Regions from separate parts of the Mus musculus genome. Here all the other regions are linked to region 1. A link is a contact called in public Hi-C data. All regions are on one chromosome and are shown on one strand. The core of a region is the stretch at or near the end of the contact, and the rest is flanking DNA. Distances in the headings are between cores, read along the strand shown.

Evidence for each region. Hi-C and Micro-C count contacts between places; a contact is called where the count stands out from the background.
Region 2: a contact with region 1 is called in a Hi-C map of CD4 T cells, with 4 times the contacts expected there. The contact joins the promoter of Ddhd1 here to the promoter of Tmem260 in region 1. A contact is called at or near these places in 1 of 39 promoter capture datasets (pre-B cells), 1 of 484 Hi-C or Micro-C datasets (CD4 T cells), 1 of 115 datasets of contacts at active chromatin or transcription factors (bone marrow-derived dendritic cells) and 2 of 9 other capture datasets (adipose tissue and liver).
Region 3: a contact with region 1 is called in a Hi-C map of muscle stem cells, with 6 times the contacts expected there. The contact joins the promoter of Ttc5 here to the promoter of Tmem260 in region 1. A contact is called at or near these places in 2 of 484 Hi-C or Micro-C datasets (CD4 T cells and muscle stem cells), 1 of 115 datasets of contacts at active chromatin or transcription factors (large pre-B cells) and 2 of 9 other capture datasets (adipose tissue and liver).

What each region holds. Positions count from the first base shown.
Region 1 is chr14:48,443,326-48,448,273 of GRCm38.p6, reverse strand. It overlaps Tmem260 (transmembrane protein 260), which reads right to left and starts at 1,922. Exons shown (of 16, transcript NM_172600.4): 1 at 1,671-1,922. The coding sequence starts at 1,818.
Region 2 is chr14:45,656,153-45,661,100 of GRCm38.p6, reverse strand. It overlaps Ddhd1 (DDHD domain containing 1), which reads left to right and starts at 2,958. Exons shown (of 14, transcript NM_001042719.2): 1 at 2,958-3,879. The coding sequence starts at 3,090. It overlaps Mir5131 (microRNA 5131), which reads left to right and starts at 3,048; the gene lies at 3,048-3,140.
Region 3 is chr14:50,782,863-50,787,810 of GRCm38.p6, reverse strand. Ttc5 (tetratricopeptide repeat domain 5) reads left to right here and starts at 2,291. Exons shown (of 10, transcript NM_001080949.2): 1 at 2,291-2,373. The coding sequence starts at 2,323.

The DNA of each region.
Region 1 (4,948 bases), core at 673-3,172:
GGCAACAACTTCAAATTTATTTTCACTATGTGTGATGGATGGATAATTTAACAATGCCACCAAACTCTTTCGCATACGCATTAAGAAGACTGTTCCAGCATCAATCTGTAAGTCCTTCTCAGAAGACCCTCACTCACTGTGACTTTGCATGTAGGTTAGCCTTTTCTCATCTACAAAGATATATTACCTACCTTCTAGGACAGCTGGGAGGGTAAAACTCCATAAAAGGCACTTGGAACAATGAGTGCTGTACAGTAAATGCAATGTTATTCTTCTTATCCTGTATTTGTGGCTCAAATAAATTGTTTGATACTTTTTAATGGGTACAGAGCTATGTAACCTCTAAACTCTCCTTTATCAAATCCCTTGCTACCCTAAAACTCCTTCATTTTTTAACATTAATCTTAGGAAATTGGTAACTCCATTCCCAGCTATGCTAATGAAACACCACCCCCACTAAGTGTTCAGTGGAACCGGGAAGAGATGACCTGAAAATGGAGATGGAGGCTTCTCTCCGTGGCAGGCAATCTTGAAGACAGTCCTGGTAATCCCCATCTCAGGGCTTTCTTGCCGTGTAATCCTCTCCCCTTTGAACTGGTCTAGATTTACCGACTCTCTCCAATAAAACAGGGCAGTGGCATATCACTTCCAGGATTAGGTCTCAAAAATGACAGAGGTGACAGAATGCTCTCTTGCTTTTGACAGGAATCAGCTATTTTATGAAGAGAGCCACATGGGATATAGGGCTAGACTTAAGTTTGGAAGTAGATACTCCCTAAACAGGGTCCTGAGAAGTTGCAACCCTGGCCCCCACCTTGTCTTGTGTTAGTGAATCCGGCTAAACTGCACCTAGAGATACTGATCCACAGACAGATGATAAATGCTCCCCCCTGCAGCCACCAAATCCGGGTGAACTTGTCAGGTAGTGAAATTATAAACAGCTCATGGGCTCTTCAGGAAACGGTTTGACTGTTCCATTACAGAACCATTCTGAAAACACGGCTGATTATTATGAGAAATTATTGATCACTTTATCTGGCTGTAAAAACCAAACCAAACCAGGGACTTGTTTCTAGACTCAGATATGTGAAAAGTATGCCCTAGCTTAATCTGTGTGAAACCTGTCTTTCATTTTCACAGGAAGAGGGGTGCTTTCAGTTGCATTCCCTTTTATGAGTTCCCCTCTAAATTTTCTGCATGGCTGGTTCCTTAATATTCAGGTTCTAACTAATACACCTCCAAGGTAGCCTTTCCTGACCTTCTGAGGAATCTACTCATTACCACTCCAACCACATTCTCCCTTAGTGCCTCCGTAACTCACCACTACTTAAAATGTAGTTTATTTAATAACCCGTTGTGTCGTCTCTAAACACAGTAGAACGCTCCATGCTATTTGTTAACTACTGTCAATCTTTTTTTGTCTGTGACACTGTAAGGGCACGACAGGTGATACAGGTAACAACGATCCGGGCAAAGTGGACAGTGGTTAAATTTCATCGGCTGAGCAGCTCGAGAACACAGAGACCAAGATCCAGAACCGGAAAGAGAACTGGTTCTGGAATTCAGAACCGTGCACGGAGCTCCAGCGAGGGGACGCGGGGCCGGGACACCGAGGCGGCGGCACCCGGAGGCAGGGGGGCGGGGAGGAGGGCGGCCTGCGAGTACTTTACCCGAGTCTCCCCCAGGCAGCGAGCGGGGCAGCGTGAGGGTGAACACGGCAGCCACGGAGGCGAACACGGCCACGCTGCCGCGGAGGGCCCCGGAGCGCCACGGCCCCGCTCCGGCTGCCGGGCTCCCGCCGTCGCCATGGAGACCCATGGGCCCGGACGCGCGCAGCTCGCGGACCGTGACCCCTCGCAGCGGTGCGGACCTTCCCTGGCCGAGAGGCGCGCACAGCCCGCGCCGGCTTCCGGTCTAGCAGGGCCGAGCGCACCATACCTTCGCCCGCCAGGTCGGGGAGGAGGAGATGGCGGGCGCACTCCGGCACGGCTTAGGAGTCTTCTGGGGGTCACTGCGCGTGGTACTGTGTCTGCGTCAGTGTGCTTTGAAGTAACGAATCACAAGGGAGCATAATTCCCAACGACATCAATCATGGGCCAGGCCTACTCGCACTATGCAGTCTCTCTCCCCCTTTCCGCACTGACTTGGTCCGTTCCAAAAGAGACGGAAGTGGCGTGGATAACGGTGAGCCAGAAAGCGCTGCTCTGCCCCCTGTGGCGTGGGGTGGAACTGCATAAGAGAGCCCCCTAGAAACCCAACAAGGAAGGGTTCCAACCATGTAGTAAGCCACAAATACATTAATTGCTATTATATTTTTCAGTGGACTCATTGATCGCGGCTATGTATTTATAGAGCCTTGCCTCATTAAAATTAATGTAAATCCATATGCTAATTATTAATTCACTAATTTTAAGATATTAAAATGTGCTAATTAGCCTTTTTTTAACATGAGAACTCAGTAGGTGAGTTGAAATACTTGAGTTAACAAAATTAACTCTTCATGATAAGAGTGTCTCCTACTTAAATGAAGAAGAATGATTTTTGTTTTTTTGTTTTTTTTGCTCTAAAAGTGGAAAATGAAATCAAGAGCCCACATAAATAATGCAAATGGAATGTAGAAAGAGATGGGAGCTACTAGACAATACACAGCACACTGCTGAGAATTGAATCTAGGGCCTCATGCAGGCTAGGCTAGTAAACATTTTAAGCTTGCAGTTTGCATTATTTTAGCAATTATTCAGTCTGGGAAGGGAGCGGGCAACCTCCTTAGAATCTGTGTCAGAATACACGGGAAATGGGCAACATTCACAAATGTGCTATTTGCAGTCTGACAGGAACACTGTGTCCAGGCTGTGAAGTTGATAGGCAGTAATTGTGCCCACCTATCTTAGTCTTTTCCTGGTGTTTATAAAATGCTTTATCATCTGAGCTCCTGGGACACAGGGGTTGGGCAGTGTACTTTCCTTATTGCATGAGAAAACACTATGACCAGTGAAACTTATAGAAGAAGCAGTTTATTTGGGAGAGATTTTCATGGCTGGGAGACATGGTAGCAAGTTCTCCATTGACGTCCATTGAGGAAAATGCTTTTCTTGGTAGCAAGAGATCATGAGAAATACACCTTTCAACTAGACAGCTTGTCCAGGATTATCTTGTATGTATGTGTGTTCATATGTGACAATGTGTGTGTGTGGTGGGGAGGGGAGTTGTCCAAGTCTGTACATGTAGAGACCAGAGGTCAATTTTGGATGTCTTCAACTATAGCTGCCCACCTTGGGTTTTTTTGTTGTTGTTGTTGTTAGTGGTGGTGGTGTTTTTGTTTTTTGTTTTTGACTTGGTTTTGTTTCATTTGGGTTCTTTGTTTTGTTTGTTTGTTTGTTTGTTTGTTTTTTGATAAATTGATTAGCTGGAGCCCATAGAATCCAACTGTCTCCCAGCCAGTTCTGGAGTTACAGGTGCCAACAGCATGACTTGATTTTCTACGAGTTCTGGAGATCCAAACACAGTACCTCACTTTTGCCTAGTGTACTGGCTAGTTTTGTGTCAACTTGACACAGCTGGAGTTATCACAGAAAAAGGAGCTTCAGTTGAGGAAATGCCTCCATGAGATCCAACTGTAAGGCATTTTCTCAATTAGTGATCAAGGGGGAAAGGCCCCTTGTGGGTGGGACCATCTCTGGGCTGGTAGTCTTGGATTCTACAAGAGAGCAGGCTGAGCAAGCCAGGGGAAGCAAGCCAGTAAGGAACATCCCTCCATGGCCTCTGCATCAGCTCCAGCTTTCTGACCTGCTTGAGTTCCAGTCCTGACTTCCTTGGTGATAAACAGCAGTATGGAAATGTAAGCTGAATAAACCCTTTCCTCCCCAACTTGCTTCTTGGTCATGATGTTTGTGCAGGAATAGAAACCCTGACTAAGACACCTAGCAAGCAGCTTGCCCACTGACTCCCCTTCCCAGACTCAGGGTCTAAGTCACTATTGCATTGCCAGGAAGACACACTGTGACCAAGGCAACTCTTACAAAAAAAGGCATTTATTTAGGAGCTTGCTAGTGGTTTCAAAGAGTTTGTCATTTATTATCGTGTTGGGGAGCATGGTTGCACGCAAGCAGGCACTGGAGAAGTGGCTGAGAGTTTTGCATTCTTATCCACAGGCAGGCAGAGAGAGTGAGCCGCTGGACCTGATATGGGCTTTTGAAACCTCACACAGAGCCCATTCCCAGTGGAACACCTCCCCCATCAAGGACACACCTCCCCCAGCAAGGACACACCTCCCCCAGCAAGGACACACCTCCTCCAGCAAGGACACACCTCCCCTAGCAAGGACACACCCCCTCCAGCAAGGACACACCTCCCCCAGAAAGGACACACCTCCTCCACCAAGGACACACCTCCTAATACTTCAAGCAATTCACCAATAGGGAATCAAGCATTCAAAAATTTGAATTATGTAGACCATTCTCATTCAAACCACCACATTCAAGGTTCTCCTACAATGAGTAAGTGGAGAATACACGCTGGGAGCTAACTACACCATGCCCTTCATAATTAGATTTGATGACCTGTGCAGTTTTGAACCTTGGATGGTTAAAAGTTCAGTTTCGGGCTGGTGTGATGGCTCAGTGGGTAAGAGCACCCGACTGCTCTTCCGAAGGTCTGAAGTTCAAATCCCAGCAACCACATGGTGGCTCACAACCATCTGTAACAAGATCTGACGCCCTCTTCTGGAGTGTCTGAAGACAGCTACAGTGTACTTACATATGATAAATAAATAAATCTTTAAAAAAAAAAAAAGTTCAGTTTCAGTAGTGGTAGATATGAAAACCAGGTGCCAGTGAGTTAAGAAATAGCTGATTGACAATAGAATGTATTTGTAAGAAGTGTAAAGAAGTGTGCCAGACAAGGTTCATTTTGTTTTCTCTTGTAGTTTAAAGGAGTATCTGAAAAAGAT
Region 2 (4,948 bases), core at 1,709-4,208, 2.8 Mb after region 1:
ATCCAGTCTACAAATTGAGTTCCAGGACAGCCAGAGCTGCACAGAGAAACTCCCATCTCTAAAACCAAATGACAAAACAGACAACAAAAAGAAAAGAACAACGATATTCTTTGATAAAAATGATGTCATCTTTAAGAGTTAAAACTGCTTTAAAAAAAAAGGTTGGAGAGATGGCTCAGCAGTTAAGAGCACTGACTGCTCTTCTGAAGGTCCTGAATTCAAATCCCAGCAACCACATGGTAGCTCATAACCATCTGGAACAAGATCTGAAGCCCTATTCTGGAGTGTCTGAAGACAGCTACAGTGTACATAAATATAATAAATAAATAAATCTTTTTTAAAAAAAACTGCTAAAAAAAAGCAAACAAAACAAAACCACAACTGATTATTAGCATGGAAATACTTGGACTACATCCTGCCAAGAAATGGGAAGACATTTTAAATGTCTTGATTAAAAAGGAAGGAAGGAAGGAAGGTAGGTAGGAAGGAAGGGAAGGAGGGAGGAAGGGAGGGAGGGAAAGGAAAGGACATGGCTGCTCTTAGATATGGTGGAGGAGGAAGTTTATTATAGATATGTGGGAGAGCATGTCTATGGCTCCGCTCTCCCACATATCTATGCTCTCTCACATATCTATAAGACAAAGACATCTGGTAGAGTCCAGAGGACCAGGTGACCAGACTGAGCAGGGCTGTGTGGGGGAGAGAGAAGAACTGGGTGCTGTAGCTAAGAGGTCAAAAGTACAAAAGAGGCAAATGTACTAAAGTACAAAATGGCTGGATTATACAGGGAAGAGGCACCTGGGTAAGGGCAGCCTGGCCCCTGGGCTGGAGAGTTCTGGGGTAGAAGACAGGGTATGCCAGCCATATCCTGTAACAGGCAGGGACTAAGGGATGCTGGGAGAACCTGGAGGTCAGGTCTGCTTTGATATTAATAGGCACCGTAGCCATTTGTCCCAGGGTTTGAGACTTGACACTGTATCTACCACTTTTAATTACACTTTAATATAGCATCTCCTAAGCTAGAGGATCCTGGTTCTCTTTGGCATCGGAAGCATACAGAAGTGTCTGTACATGGGTAACTATCAGAACAGTGTGGATCAATGCCTCCATGAATAAAACACAGTTCAAAGTTCATACTCAATTTCTTACTCTGCATACTATTAATAGAGACATTGGGAAAGAATTTGGGATGCAGAAATGCAGATGCTTTGTTAGTGGGGCTGTAATGTACAAGTGGACAGACTGCTCACTGAGCAAGATTATCCAGCCAATCCAGTCGTTATGGTAGAAAATACCACCCATGTTCCTCTATTTATCATGAATTGCAACAGTATCATCTGCCCATAGAAAGCAGGGCCTTCCAACAGATCCCTCCAAAAGCACAGGGCACAACAGAGATGAGCCTGATTGAAATAATGACTTTGAAGGCTCTCTGACAGGTTACATCCTGAGAGCAAGACAACTTGCCCTACTGACCTGTTTCCACAAAGTAAACATTAACAGTGAAGACTGTCTGTTCTTGAAGTAAGAGCAAGATTGGAGATTGTTTTCTCAAGATAGGATGGGTTTATAAAATGAATTTTTTTTTCAATTTAAGAGAATGGTCTGAGGTGACAGAGTGCCTCAGCTATAAAACAGGATTTCTATGAAGTTACAGCTGACCTTGACCAAACTCATCAGTCAGCCACAGTCCAAATAATCTCTGCTGGGGCAGCCTGTTCCCCAAAATGAACTGCCTTTTAATAAAACAGATAATTCCAGGAAAGGTACATCATAGACCGACACATAGCTCTATGGCTGCAAGAATTTCATTTCCAAGCCACCCACTTGCCTCTATAAAGGGCCCCAGCTAGTTTACTCCCTTCTAAGACACCCATTTCCCTCCGGAGAGTGTCTTTCCTTCTTTGTTTGAAATAAACTGTCCATCTGTTGAGGTCAGACTCTGGTCTCTGTCTTCTCTTTACTCTGTCTTGGAAGTCTAACATAACAGAGCCTCCGTGTCTCCCTGAAACCAGGAAGTGAGTTACAGAATCAGAGTTATACTAAAAACAAAAACCAAACCAAACTTGGGAAGGCTTAAAAGCCATAGAATTACTAGAGACCGTCCGGTGCAACGATCTCCTACTTATAGCAAGGAATAAGACAAATAGATAAAGGAGATTAAGTGACTTGCCTGGAGGTGGCAAAGCTGAGTTTAGAACCTAGGTTTTTGTTTTTTTTTTTTTCCTCTTTCAGTCTAATAATCTACCACACAAGGCTGGCAAGACCAGTTAGTTATAACCAAGGTACATCGAATGCGCACAGACTGTGGGAAAAGACTAAGACATAGGGACTTGGTTTCCATCCAAGGCCTTACTGCACTACAGAAAGAACAGGAAGCATAAGGACAAGAGGGCAAGCAATCTAAAGAACTGGCACAGTGACTCTAGGACGCCAGTTTTGTAAGTGGGAGTGGTCGTGCCCAGGTGAGCAGCAGGCGTAGAGGTGGGGTGCCTTCTGTATGAATGGGCTGAAGGTTGGGAAAGGGCCAAACCAGGTGACCGAGCAGGTCTTTCGGATGCTGAAAGCAGGCCTAAAGCCAGGAACGTGAGCTAGCAACTTCCAGGGCCCCTCTGGGCATACAGCTGAATCACCCACGGGGCTCATGACCCGAAAGTGTAAAGATGAGTGGGCGAGAGCCTCACTGCGGCTGGCATCCAGGGGCGTGGAAGCGAGGGGGCGGAGCCACTGCGTCGAAAGTCGTGAGGCAGGGGCTCCACGGATGCCGAGACCGCCGCGACCCCGTCTGACCCCCGCTTCCAGGCGCGGAAGACTACGTACAGCCTAGCGCCAAACGGGAGCTCCAGCAGAGTCCTCGGGCCTTCCGGGGAGGCGCGCGCGGCTGGGGGCGGGGCCCCTGTGGCCCCGCCCACGCAGGGCTGCGTAACAATGGGGCGGGCCCCGGAACGGCGCTGCGGCGGCCGGGGGCCGGCGGGGAGGCGGAGTCGCCTCGGCCGCAGCTGCTGCCCTGCTCGGGATTTGAAAGATTATAAAGTCCGGGCCGAGAGGGCGGCGGCGTCGGATGCGCGTGTGGCGGAAGCGCCGGCGGCATGAACTACCCGGGCCGCGGCGCCCCACGGAGCCCCGAGCGTAACGGCCGCGGCGGCGGTGCCTGGGAGCTGGGCTCGGACGCGGCGGGCGTGTTCGGCGGCGGCGGCTGCTGCTTCGAGCACCAGCCGGGCGACAGCGTGCCGCTGTCGCTGCTGCGCGCCGAGCCGCTGCACCTGGCACCGGGCGCCGACGACCTGAGCCACCTGGCTCTGGACCCGTGCCTCAGCGACGAGACCTACGACTTCAGCTCGGCCGAGTCCGGCTCGTCGTTGCGCTACTACAGCGAGGGCGAGAGCGCGGGCGGCGGCAGCTCTTCTTCGCCTCCGCCGCCGCTCGTCGCCCAGAACTCGGGGGGCGGCGGGGCGGCGGGAGGGGGCCCCGGGGACAGGAAGCGCGCCCGGCCCGGCGGCGCAGCCGCCCGGCACCGCTACGAGGTGGTGACGGAGCTGGGCCCCGAGGAGGTGCGCTGGTTCTACAAGGAAGACAAGAAGACCTGGAAGCCCTTCATCGGCTACGACTCTCTGCGCATCGAGCTCGCCTTCCGGACCCTGCTGCAGACCACGGGCGCCCAGGCCCGGGCGGCGGGCCGCGATGGAGACCGGGTGTGTGGCCCAAGCTCCAGCTTCGGGGAGGAAGACGAGGAGGACAGCGCCTGCGGCTTCTGCCCGCGCGCGGCGGGGCCTGAGCCGGAGATGGAGGAGCTGGTGACCATCGAGCCGGTGTGCGTGCGCGGCGGCCTCTACGAGGTGGATGTCACTCAAGGAGAGTGCTACCCGGTGTACTGGAACCGTAAGTGGCTGGCCAGGGGCGGGCCAGGCTCGGCGCGCGCTGGACGGCGTTTGGGGGTTCGGTTGCCCCCGCGATGCCTGCCTCGGGTTAGGATGCAGGTTGCGCGGGGTGCCTCGGCAGGTGAAGGGTAAAAGAGCAGATGGCAGCGCCCAAGCTGCTAGCGGGGTCAGGAGGGGAGGATTCCGCCGGGGATTGTGCCTCCTGGGTGAGTAGAGTGCTGCTGCCATCCCCTGGAGGGTATCCAGGAACGGATCCCCAAGCCAGTAGCTTTAGTTTCTTGACCGTACCAGGGGCTTTGTCCACCTGGATATCTGATTCGGTCTCGTGTCTCCTGAAGCTCCTGTGATTTAAATAACATGTCCTGGAGTGAGTGGAAATGCTTGAGTGTTTTTATGAGAATCAACAGTTCAGCTTAAAACCTGAGAAGAGAAAAGCCCTGACGGGAAAGGAGAGTTACAATGTGTTATTCACAGTGGATGTGTTGGGCACAAGAGGAAAGAACTGCAGGAAGTGGCAGTGCGAAGTGGGTCCGTACCCTCTGTATAGAATGTTTTCATATCTCTTGGGTCCTTTTTACATATTTTTACTTTTGCTTCTTAACCTAGAAAAATTGCACGACCTCGGTTTTCACATCTGTTAAATGGGACTGTCATAAAGGTCTGAACGATGCTTTAGGCAACACGGGTAGGTTTAAAATCAGAATGAGGAAGGGTAATCCATAATCTGACGTGGCATGCAGCAGTTATTAATATATATGATATGTAGTAGTAACAAGTTATTGGCCATCAATAATTTGTACCATACAGTATTAACTTTATGGGCTTCAGTGCCCTTACTCAAATGTCTTTTCCTGATCTTTTGGCCCTCTATACATCTTATATTATTTATTCTGATCTATATTAATTATGTGTATTGATGGCTTAGCTTCCTTTCGGTTTATTTAGTAGCTTCTGGTCAGAGTCCACCACCTTTATCTTTGTACTCATAAAGCAGGTATTCGATGACTTGGTACCGAATTGCATCAGTGATTCTGATAATGCTAAAGCATGCATGCATTAGGTGCAAGTAA
Region 3 (4,948 bases), core at 1,042-3,541, 2.3 Mb before region 1:
ATACATATTTTATAGCTAGTAAAAAGATTTTAGATTATAGTTTAAGAAATATTCTTTCTATGAGATTTTTCAATTTTGTTGGAAAAATATAAGGAAATAGGCATCTTGAACAGTTTGAAATATAAGTAGGGTAAATTTGAAAAAAATTTAATTATAAACTGTCAGGAATATTATGTTTCTTAAAAAAGTTAATTTTAATTTGCATGTCAGGCTTTTCATTTTTTATGATTTCTTTTTTTTTTTTTTTACCTTATGTGCATTAGTGTTTTTGCCTGCATGCATGTATGCCTGTGTAAGTGTGTCAGATAGCTTAGAACTGGAATTATAGTCAGTTGTGGTCTGCCATGTGGGTGTTAGGAACTGAACCTGGATCCTCTGGAAAGGCAGCAAGTGCTCTTAACTACTGCACCATCTCGACTGCCCCATTGTGGGCTCTTTTAAAGGCATGAAAAAAAGCAGAGGGAATTGTAGGCTTAGATTTTTTTTTCAAAACGTACTTTAATAAGGGTCCTTAAATTCTTTAACTTCACTTCTAGCCTCCCACCCACCAGAGGTCATGCAAAAGAAAGGTTATTAGGACACGGGAAGTGGACCTGTTTAGTTTAGAAAGAGTTCTTTGGGTGATTCCAATCTTTGTTGTCAGCATTATCAGCAGTTCACTCTACTAGCAAACTACCACACACCAATCAGCAGATGCAGTTCCATCCACTCAGCAGACACCACATACGAGTTCAGCAGCTGTAGCTGGATTCAGAATAAACTGAGAGGCTCTGCTGGGTCGGTGTGGAGTCTGTGGAAATGGCAAGAAGCCGTCGGAATATCATGAGAAGTTCTTGGGTGAGTTACTCTCTGTTAAGATCAGTGAGAAGCAGAGATCAGCAAGGTGGTGCAAGGCCTAGAGCGCTATCAACTGAGACTAGCGAGGTGCAAGATGAGCCAAAGCACAAGCCTTGTCCCACTCACTGTCTGTGGGATCATATTTATATTCTTTCTCAAGTGTCTGCTTCAGCTAAACATCCTCTCACCTGTGTCTGCTTCAGCCAAACATCCTTTCACCTGTCTGCCCCAGCAAAGCATTATGACCTGAGTCTCCAGAAATTTCCACTTCAGGAAATGATCACTTTTTTTCTTTGTCTCTGCTGCACAGTCTTTTTGGAAGCATTTGGAGGTGTTTAATGTCTTTTTGCAGAGATAATTTTTTTAGCAAAGGAATTTTAAAAGTTTTAAGATTGTGGTTGGATGTGGTGATGCCTGTCTGTAATCTCAGGACTTAGAAGGCAGAGACAGGAGGAACTCCTTGAGTTCGAGGTCAGCCTGATCTACATACAGACTTTCAGACAATTGAGGTTACATAGTGAGACCGTGTCTCAAAACTTAAAAACCAGGGGTAACGAATGTCTATAATCCAAGCACTTGGAAGTGGTTGCAGGAAGATCAGGGATTCAAGGTTATTTTTGGCTACATAGCAAGTTCCAGGCCAGCTTGGGATATATCAGACTCTGTCTCAAACAAACAGAAGGTTTAAATTTTTCATTTTTGAATAGGCAATTCATGTTCAAGGTAAAAAATGGAAAATACACTGAGAAGACTTCTCAAGTCACCTGCAGTTCTCAATCCCTGTTTCTCTCTTCAGAGATGGTTTATTACAGAAATAATAAACATGAGAACATTATTAATGTACAGTATGGTGGCATGCCAGCCTCAAACATAGTAGACTTATTAGGATCATACATTAAAAAGCTAAAAATTACACGTGCAGATATCTTCAGTTGGTATATATTCAGACAAGTTCCCTTGCAGGGAGTTCTCTTCCAAATACCACCTGACATGCATACTTTCATAGTCGGCCTTGCTTTCTAAGAGTGATGTAAAAAAGGACAAGAATATACAAAACAAAACAAAAAAATGAATGGAATTAATTTAAGAACATTTTGATTCCAGAATTTGGGAAGGGAATTATAAAACTAGGAAATTTATTTATGAAACCGAAAGTGATCACAAACTCAGCAGGTGTTTGTTATCCCAGTTTGAGGGTTTGTGGCAAAAGTCCAGCCTGGACAACATAGCCACGTTGATCTACGTGGCCAATCTGATCTACTTGGTGGGTGAGATTCTGTCGCAATAAAAAGAAGCAAAACAAAACCCCAAAGCAGTTCTAGGGCATCTTTGAGACACCAAGTTCTGGATTAAGTTGGGTTGTAGCTGTGTCTCTGAGGCGCAGATGGGCCTCCGGAGCCCCAGGGGTCGCTGTGGTTTCAGCGTAGGCATGGCTGAGTCTCTGTGGTTGAAAAGTTGGGGGAGGAGACGCTGAGAGCGGCTGGGATGATGGCTGATGAAGAGGAAGAAGCGAAGCACGTCTTGCAGAAATTGCAGGTGAGGCTGTGAGTTAAAATCTTTTGGCTCCTTGCTCTGAAAGGAGGAAGTGCAGTGGTCAGGGCCCGGGCGGCGGAGTGCGGCGGTTCAGCCGGTGCTGAGGGCTGCTCGGTGGGCGCCCGGAGGGAGTCTGCCCACCGGGTTTCCTCGGTAACAAGTAGCTTTGTACGCGGAGTGGCAGGTGGCTGCCGACTGTTAACCGAGTTGTTTGTGCTCCACAGCAGCAGCCATTTCTTTAGCATCTTTCTGCATTGAACTTGGCCACACTCAGAAATAGACTGCAGAACAGATGCCCTGGTTGTTGGTTTTCGGATTTGTCGAGTTAATCTCTTAACCCCACCCACTCCCCAGGTGACTATTGTGGAAAGGCAGAGAGGAGTTTCCTTCAAGTATGCGTTTTTATTTTTGTTTTTAATAGTTAAGATTTTCTTTAAGCCTCCGAAACTTAGTTTGTGGTCGAAGACATCCTTGCATTTAAACTAGATACACTTCTAGCAATTTTGTTTGTTGTTTTGAATCAGGGTCGCCTGGAACTGGCTTTACAGGCCACGCTGGCCTCGAACTCCTAAAGATCTACTTGTCTCTGCCTCGCAGGTGGTGAGATGAAAGGCCTGAGCCACCAAATCTAACAAAATTTAAAGCATTGATTAGGTTTCTTTGTTTCTTGTGGGAGTTAAAAGAACACTCAGAACATGGACTTTGGTTAACTATTCCTTAGTGGGATTGGCAGAAGTCAGATTTTTAATCCTATCGGCAGCGAGACTTTGGATGCACTTTGTACATTTGTATGCATAGGAAAGAAATACAAAACGTTATGCAGAATGGTGTTGTCCTTGAGGCTATTTGGAGTGGCCGTGAATCACTTCCTGTTTTCACACTTTCCTATTCATTAACAACTCATTTGTGTTGCTGTTGCCACCACAGAAGTTTGTTCAGCAAAATCAAAACGACTAAAACACAACAATAACACTTTCCTTTAACTTTACAGCCATGCTCATTGCATGACAAAAAGAAACTGGCTGTGACTGTTGCTTAGAACTCTCTTAAAAATTCCACAAATTGTGTTCCACAGATCATGTTGACCATTTTATTATTATTATAGAACAGAGTAGAGCATGCTGACTTTATATATGTGCTGAAACCAGTCTCTTCAGGACCTGTTTTTCCTGGGAATAATATACATAAAGTTAAGAAATACTTATAAAGAAGGTGTCAGCTTATTGTTTTTATCAGGGTAGGACTTTACTTATGCATACGAATTTGTTAATAACATAGGCACTACATTAGTTAATTTAACCACTGTATTTAATGTGAGTTGATCATGACCCAGCCCTTGTTCTAGTGATTAAGTATAGCCCTAATCAACAAGAAATTCTTTCCATTATGGAACTTACATCAGCCATTTCAGAAAGTAATGAATGAATAGGCCATATCATTTAAAATGATAGGCATTTTGGAAAAAAAAAAGTGTGATTAACTAGAGAGGAGGAGAGGAAGGCACTAATTAGGTTTAGGTCAGCGGTCCTCAACCTTCCTAATGCTGTGACCCCTTAATATAATTCCTCATGTTGTGGTGATCAGGACTATAACATTATTTTTGTTGCTACTTCATAACTGTAGTTTTGCTCCTGTTCTGAATAGTAATGTAAATATCTGATGTGCAGAATCTCTGATATGTGACCCCTGTGAGAGGGGTCAATCTCCAAGAGGTCTCCACCCCCAGGGCGGAGAACTGCTGCTCTAGGAAGTGTGCTGATTAGTTAGTTGTTTTTTTTTTTTTTTTCAACTTGACACAAATTGGATCATCTGAGAAGACTGAACCTCAATTGAGAAAATGTCTCATTTGGTCTGTGAGCATTTTTAAAAAATTATTATTATTAATGATTGATGATGTGTGAGGGTTCAGCCCGCTGTGGGCAGTACCATCTTTGGGCAAATGGTCCTGGACTGTTTAAGAAAGCAGGCTGATGGGGGCTGGAGAGATGGCTAAATGGTTGAGAGAGCACTGGCTGCTCTTCTAGAGGACCCAGGTTCAATTCCCAGCACCCACATGGCTCCAGGGGATCCAATACCCTTACACAGACGTACATGCAGGGAAAACATCAGGGCTGACCAGCCTGAAAAGCAGATCAGTGAGCATCAGTCCTCCTGGACCTGCTTCATTTCCTGCCTCCAGGGTCCAGCCTTGCTGTGACATCCCCTGAAGGCTGACAATTTGGAGGCTTTCCTTTCCTCCCCAAAGTGTTTGTCTTTTGTTTCTTGTTTTCTTCTTTTATCATGGAAGTGAAAGCAAAGTAGGATAATAGGGCAAGCCTTTCTGAGAAGTTGACATCTCAGCTTCTATGGAGTTGATCATGAGTGCTTAGAAGCATTTAACATTTGCTTGAGAAAAAAATGCAAGAGAATCAGAAGATGCCCCAAGTAAACAAGAAAAACCTCTCAAAGTTCTCCCAAAATACCAAGGTCACCAAGTTCAAGTTGGTTGCTTTGTTGTGGAAAACAAGGCCTTCCTTACAGGTTTGTCACAGTTAGAAAGGCCATGTATTTTTCATTTATCAGCATGTGAAAAAATAAT